Linked DNA regions of Rattus norvegicus: region 1 is linked to region 2. The links are chromatin contacts, called in public Hi-C maps. All regions are on one chromosome and are shown on one strand. Each heading gives the region's core, a stretch centred on a gene start, on an enhancer-like site or on the middle of the called end of the contact. The rest is flanking DNA. Distances are from core to core; before and after follow the strand shown.

Region 1 (3,616 bases), core at 1,104-3,603, 48 kb before region 2:
GATGTGGTTCACGGCTGATGGTGGTGGATATAAAGATACATTGTTTTGACAATTTTGCTACATAAGTTAAAATATGGTAGGATTTATTAGATTGTCATTGTAACCCTGAAGGAGGGCTGTCAAAGATTCTATAATAGGTGTTTCTAGTACTTGCTTTTCTGTTGTTCTCTTGTGAGACCCTTGTAAGGTCATTTGTCTGCTTTGTAGGTTTAATTTAGAAGAGACCCTTTCTGTAATCCTCTGTGGATGGGTACTTCCTGCTTTCCCTGAGGACATCTACAGTGCTCTAGACAATGGGCCACTCCTTCTGTCTTTAGAATAATGAGCTTGATGCCTCCTCTTGGACGTAAGCATAGGTGCCCTCAGTTTTCCTTCTGCTTTGCACTAACTATCCTTGGAGAACACCCCACTTCCCCTGGGATCTATAGATCTCCTTATGAGATTATTGGCCCAGCGAACAAATCTCACACAGGCAAGGATTCTTCCATATTAAAAAAAGACCTGCTCATTTCGGTTGCTCAGCTATTTTATAGAAAATGAAATGACTTTGAAATGAATTGTCTTTATAGTCATCCATAATTTGCAAGCAAAATCCTCACTCTACAAAATGTGAAATGTTCTAAGCAACAGCTGTGAGCATTTCAAACGTGCACTACTTTTTAACGGTTCAACTGTTGCCAAGGGAAATTGAGTTGGCTTCAAAATCTTCCTTGGTTTTAATTTTGCATTTACCAATCAGACATTGAAGAAACAGGCTCTGCTTGGCTAGGATATTAAACGTTTCTAAAGACTGGAATATGAGTTACTTGAAGGCAGGAACTAGACTGGAATTCCATATAATTATGCAGCACGGAGTAATGAACTTCATTAAAGATGGATGCTCAGCCAGTCAGCCAGCAGCTAGTCTTCTGGAGTCAATAGGGGGAGCCTGCTTTCATTTAAGCCACCTTTCCCATTTCAGTGCAGGGCAAACATTCTCTTTCATAGCACAGAGTTATTTTTCTACCCAACTGGATAGAAATTTGCAACAAACCAGAAACGCAAATGCATTATTATCACTTATGGGCATGGTCCAGAGAGCTTTATAAATGTTTATTCCGTAACTGTACAGAACACATGACATACTGAGAGGAAAAACTAAGCTATGGGATGAAGCATTTGAATATGAAAAAGAATATGCATATACATACACACACGTGTGTATATAATGTATGTATATATGTGTATACATACGTGTGAATATACATATATAGAAATACAATACTAAAACTACATCAAAACGACAGTGGTTATCTTTGGTTTATGGATTATGAGTATTATTTCTTCTGTATTTCCCCTCCCAGATTTCCAAATTTTGAGCAACTGGTGTTTGATCCTTGTAGCTGATATGAAGAATTTTTTTTCAATTATTATGTAGCCTGCATCCAAATCGATAGTCTACGAATATTCTTTGGAAATGTACCATTTGGCCTAGCGCTAATGATGCAAAAACATATATGTATTTTAGTACTCGTTCTAGATAGAGGTAAGTCTGTTTAAACTCAAGACTCGAAACTGTCCATTAAAATCTGTCAAGTTGGAGGCCGGGTATTTCGGAGTCCTTAAAGGGCGAATGCGGGTATTCGGAATGGGAGACTGCAGAGTTGCCACCTGCATAAACTACGGGAGCGCGGGGCCCTACCGAGACTGGCTGGGGCATCGCGGAGCTGATACTCAAAACTGACTTTTGGGGTGACAGGGTGAGAGTCCAACCCGTAGCCAGGCCTCTCACCCGTTGAGCGAAGGCCACTGGGGGGTTTTTCGGCTGGCTTCCAGGGCCGCGTTTACACAGGGCACAGGAGACCGTGGGCTCCGTGCTCAGTGGGTCTCTGCGGGCTGAAGCGTGCGGCACCCGGATTGCCGCACTGTGGCCTTCGGAATCGCGGGTGAAGACGCTCGCCGTCCACAGGGTCCCGCCAGGCGGAAGCTCCAGTTTCCGACGTACCCGCCGCTTTCCCCTCAGGCCTAGCAGTCGCCGCAGTTCCCCACTTCAGGCACCCTGGCGGAAGCGGCGGCCGGGTCGCCCGAGCTGGCGGCAGCATCCGGGTCCCCCGCGCCTCGCCCAATCGAGGGCCCTGTCTCTTCACACCCTCCAGTTTCTCCGCCCCCCCGCGCCGCCAATCCCGGACCAGCTCTCAGCCGAACATGCTAGCCTGGGAGTGAAGGCGCGCGGAGGCCAATGAAGTCTCGCTTCCCGTTTGAAGTCTCCAGTGGGCGGGCGTCGGAGGCGGGCTCTGCTAGCCAGGAGGTTCGGTTGCGCCTGTGCCATGGACTCAGCCGCCCGGTGATATTGACAATAGGAGAGAGAAAGGGGCATTGACGGGGACCCTGCGCGGGTAGCGAACGGCGGCTCTGGCAGCGGCGGCTCAGGCGGCTCCAACTCTTCCTCCCGACTCCTGTGCTTGCTGCCGCTGCAAACCCAGGCTTCCTCCCTCCTCCCCCTCCCCGCGTCGCCGCCGCCGCCGCCGCCGCCGCCGGGTCCGGTGCAACGAGCAGAGGCGCCGCCCGCCGGGAATGTGAACGAAGAGCCGCCGGCGGAGCCGCAACCGGGTCGGTGCCGATTTGATGGGACGGGCCCGCGGAGGAGGCTCGTGAGGCCGCCGCTGCCACTGCCGGAGCGCTGAGGTTCGGGGCCAGCCGAGAGGCCTAGAAACACTGCCGCTACCGCGGAACCGGAGGGACGTCGCCCCGGACGGCCGTAGTAGCCCGGGGCTCTCCGCTGCTGCCCGGACCTCCCCCTGTGCGTCCCGGGCCGCCGCCCGCCCCCGCCGCGGCCCCTAGCTCGCAGCCCACTCCGCGCAGCCACAGATCATCTTCCGATTCTTCCCCAGGAGCTTCAAGGTAACTTCAGCTTCGGGTCCCGCGGCTTGCCTCCCGGGGAACCTGCGGAGCGGCGGGCTCGGGAAGGCCGTGCCCGGGCGGCCGAGGGGTGCGGCGGGGTGGGGTGAGCGGGAGCAAGCGCCCGGCCCACTTGTCTGATCTACCTGCAGAGGCTTTGGAGGCCCGCACCTCTCTTCTACTCGGCCTCACTAGCCCCTTCCCCTCCCGCTTTTGAGGCGTCTTCTTGTCCCCCCCCCCCCCCATTGGCGGGGGCGGGGGAGCAGGGAGGAAGATTCTGTGGCCGCGCAGCTTCTCCAGGGCTTGGGGTTTATGTGAACATACCTGCGGACAAACAGGCCACTTCCCTGATTTCATACCTTTCCCTTGGAAAAGCCCCAGTTGCCTGCTCTTTGCAGAATGCTAAAGCTTTGGGCGCAGTGGCCCAGGTGAAACCTGTTTCCCTGGGCTTTGCAGGGACCCCGCTGTTATCAGTTCTGCAATGCTTTAGAGTTGAGAACCTTGACATTTATATCAGAGCTGCGCGCATAAGAGGCAAATGACGGAAAAGAAAGCTACCTATAGATCCTCGTTAGAGATGAGAGAAGAGAAATAGAGACAAGAATGAATGGTGGGGGAACGAGGCTTACGGAAATCTGTGTTGCTAGGGTTAGCATGAAACCTAAATAATTCCCAGATGAGCTTGCAATATTCGTCCCTAAATTTACAACGTACCAGTGTGATGTGGAACTGCTTGCTG
Region 2 (4,099 bases), core at 342-2,841:
ATGAAGATTTATTTTAAAACATTTCTATGTTTATAAAACTCTTAAAACTTACAAGATGTTTACAATCTAAGGTTCTAAGGGTCTTCTAAAATCTTCTCAAGGTTCACATTTGGAAAGCTCAAGAAACTTCCTTTTCTAAAAACACAGCAGGAAATCAGAGAAATGGTGAAGGGTCCCCTGGCTTCATATCTTTGTCTCCAAGTGTGCATCCATGTGTTGTTCTGCTGGAAGCAGCGTTTAGAGAGCTTAAGCAACCTTTGCTTTTTCTCAGGATGTAGCCTGCTGTAAGAGTTAAGATACAACAAAAATCATGGGAAAAAGCTTGAGTCCTATATTGGTTCCTTTTTTTGTTTCTGTGATAAAACACAAGGCTTGACTAAGGCAACTTGTAGAGGACCTTACGGTTCATTTGGGCCTGACAGTTCCAGAGAGATAAGAATCCATCACTGTCATAGTGGGGATCAGCTCACATCCCAAGCCATGCAGAGGAAGCCTGGAGAATGTCCTGGGGATGGAAAGAGGCTTTTGAAACCTTAAGACGGCCCCCAGTGTCACCTTCTCTAACAAGGTCACATCTCTGGATCCTTCCCAAGCAACCACCAACAAAGTTTTCAAATGTCCAAGACTTTGTGTGTTTGGGGAGTCATCCCATCGAACCACAGCAAGTCCTTTCATCCTACTTAAAAATGCTGTTAGAGGGCTGGAGAGATGGCTCAGTGGTTAAGAGCATCCGACTGCTCTTCCAGAGGTCATGAGCTCAATTCCCAGCAACCACATGGTGGCTCACAACCATCTGTAAAGAGATCCGATTCTCTCTTCTGGTGTATCTGAAGACAGCTACAGTGTACTTATATATAATAAATGAATAAAAAAAATGCTGTTAGAGAGAAATGATTGTAGCTTTCTTTCTGATAGGGTGGTTAGTTTTGCTTACTAAGTTGGCAGAGTCAGTAGTTGCTCAAAACTTTGCCAAACAACAAATATGTCATCGTCTAAGTAAAGAGGAAAATAACGTTTGCTAGTGCTTATGTCAAAGGAGGTATTGAGCAGCACCTGACTGTGGCTGGCCGAGTGAGGGCTGTGGCCTGTGACGGCTTGCCTTGATCTTTGGCTTACCATTACAGTCTCCTAGCAAACTGAGCAGATGTGTTATATGGAAGTTACGTACACAGCATTCTTTAGGCACTTTGCTTTTGTTTCTGTTTTAATGTTGGTGTGGGCTCTGGGTTCCATACAGATGGTTTCATAGGTGCCTGAAATACATGTGGTCATATTCCCTGGTCCCTCTTCCCCTTTCCATTCCGTTAGCCTCTATCATTCCCTTAGACAGATTTTACTTTTATGTCATATATACCTACATAAGTTTATGTATGACATCACTGTTTAAGCCGGTCTCAGAAGGACATGCATTTATTTAATTTATTTATTTATTGCTTGCTTTTATTTAGAGAAAATTTCCTGTGGTCCAGTCTGGCTTTGAATTTCTGATCTCTTGCCTCTGCCTTCCAAGTGCTGGGGTTCCTAGTGTATGCCACTGTGATTGTTTGCTCCTTCTGGGTGTGTGTGCCCACTCCAGAGAGAGTGCTGAGTCAAGGAAGAGAAGCTGCCTGTGGTGCTGTGGGGCACCGGTTTATAAAGTCTCTTGGAGCCAGCCTGGAGCCAGGGCTGAGTGACTGAGGTATTCAGAGTTCCTTTGTCTCACTATTTCAATGGAAAAGGAAGACGTTCATATTTATGTGTCTCTATAAAATGCCTTGAAATGGTGTCAGATGGGCATTGTATGTTGTGATGATAGCAGCCGAATAAAGGTCAAAGTGTCATGGAAAACCAGCAAAACAAGCAGGAGGGAGAGTGATTAGTTTATTGTTAGCAGCTTAGAATGTTCCACTTAGAAGCAGTTAAACTGGCTAGAGTTGGGGCAAGGGAGGGGGTGCTGGGCAGTTTAAAAGGCCGCAGCTATTATGGTGAGTGCTTGACATTTTGTTTTGAAGTGTGTATTTTAAAACCAGAACAACCCCTTGGAATACTGTTTCTACTGTGTGCCATGATAAAACAGTTATTTCAGATCTAGATGAGACTTACATTTTTGCTGTCAGGTTTGTCAGTCTTTTGGACATTTGACTTTGATTATTCTTTCAAGATTTAAGTGGGAGAAGAGGAGATTTATCAATCAATTTTGATGCTTTTGGTCAATAAATTGAGAAAAAAGGAATCATGTAAATCTAAGTTCATATGCAGAGATTCTATTAATTTAAAGAATAAATCATTTATTAAACATTTATTAAATACAGACATTCTACTAATTTAGTCTCTTCCTCCTCACATATGCTGGGGAATGAGTCTAAGGTCAATGCATGTGGTGCCCACTCTCCACCACTGAGCTGCATCCTCACCTAGGTTCCATTTTATAAAGCCCAGTTCTCAGGCAGCCCAAGCTGGCCTCTGCCCAGCTATGTAGCCAGGCCCAAGTTCTGTATGTATTGTGAGCTGATGGTTGCTTAAGATTAAGAGACCAGCTAGGAAGGGCTCGATTCTTGGAGATTGACTCAGTATATCTAATTGCACTGAAGGAGGCTTTCTTTTGGGAGCCCAGCACTGTCATCATATTGATGATGGATAATTAGTGATACCACATCCCAGTGCTTGGTATAACAAAAACCAATGGAAGTTTGAGACAAATTTGAACAGTGAAGATAGTTTGAAATTTAAAGTTTGGTCTTAGAAAAAACAAATGGCTTAAACATATGCTTGTTCAAACAACAATAAATTGATATCTATTTTAGGATTTTTCTTTGTCCATATATATGTATATTTATGTTTATATTTTATAAAAATAAGATGGTAGTCGTATACTCACTATAAATACTTCTAGGGGATATTTTAATCCTACTGAAAGGTTAGTCTTTTTCTTGGTAAGTGGCTATGCAGCTCTTCTGTGTGGGAACATACCGAAAACCATTTGGTTATTTCTAATTCGTTTCTGTTGTAAAGAACATCGGGAGGAATGGTTTGGTATGTATTTCAGTGTATGCATAGGTGAAAAAGCTGTAGGATAAATTTCTAGAAAAGTGATTTGGGGTTTGTGTATGTGTTGACCAAGATCAGGGAGCAGCTTGATTGTTTGCAGGAGTCTGAGCATGTTTTCACCTGATCTCTCCAGCCGGTTCAGATATGAGGGTTGAGTGAAAGGTTAGAAAGTGACATCTAATTTCTGTTGTGAAAAAAAAATCTTTAAAAAGCAGTTATTAGTGTTGTGTGCAGATATTTATTCCTATCTGAGTGTATGGTGTATGGGTGTGGGCTATGTGCTGCATGTGCATATGGAGGTAAATGGGAACTTTGTGGAACCACTCGTCTCCTTCCATGTCTTTGTGGGCTCTGGGACTGAAGTCTGGTCTGGTCCCTAGGACTGTGTAACAAGTACCTTTCCCTGACGCATCTTGATGACCATTCTTTTTCCTTAAATAAATCTAGTGTGTAACTTCCTAAGTAGATCAGGTTACCCAACTTCAAACTTGCAGCAGTCCTGCTTCTGACTCCTAAGTGCTAGGTTATAGGTGTGCACTAACATGTCTTATAAGTGTTTACACAAACATGCACACGCACAAACACACACACAATTTTTTTTCCATAAGGTTTCTTGTAATGTAGGCTAGCCTGAGACTTGCTGTGTCAGTGAATGAGGATGACTATCTCTTAAATGCTGGGATTACAGGCTAACAAACACGGTTTATACAGTGCAAGGGATTGAGCCCAGAGCTTTATGCATGTCAGGTAGGTACTGCTCCAGCTGAGATGCATCTCTAACCCCAGACCACATTTTCTAAAGGATAACCTTTATCTTATGTCTTCTGAATAGTTGTCACTGTTGTTAATCGGATTTGACTAAGGCAGGGAGCACTACTTCCACTGCAGATGAAGAACCTGTGCCATTTGGAGCTTGCCTAGAATGGTTTGCCCATGTTCTGTAATATCACATGTTCTGAGAGGAATATTCTGAGTACAGGACAACCTAACCTAAGTTTGCCACTTAGACACAGGTAGGCTGCTTTTGATTGGCTGCTGATACAGCACCTGTTACTATTAGGCGCTTTGTATT

Evidence for each region. Hi-C and Micro-C count contacts between places; a contact is called where the count stands out from the background.
Region 1: a contact with region 2 is called in a Hi-C map of Schwann cells, with 1.9 times the contacts expected there. The contact joins the promoter of Ppp2r5e here to the enhancer-like site in region 2. A contact is called at or near these places in 4 of 12 Hi-C or Micro-C datasets (Schwann cells, kidney, liver and 1 more).

The regions. Positions count from the first base shown.
Region 1 is chr6:100,052,310-100,055,925 of GRCr8, reverse strand. It overlaps Ppp2r5e (protein phosphatase 2 regulatory subunit B', epsilon), which reads left to right and starts at 2,353. Exons shown (of 12, transcript NM_001106740.1): 1 at 2,353-2,880.
Region 2 is chr6:100,002,778-100,006,876 of GRCr8, reverse strand. All of the region lies in intron 2 of Ppp2r5e (protein phosphatase 2 regulatory subunit B', epsilon), which reads left to right. Among named protein-coding and RNA genes, the nearest start is that of Ppp2r5e, 49 kb to the left of the region's middle. Within about 2 kb of position 1,591, at least 10 of the 93 cell types and tissues checked have an H3K27ac peak or open chromatin away from gene starts, as enhancers often do. A contact at or near this core is called in Schwann cells, where this site is marked.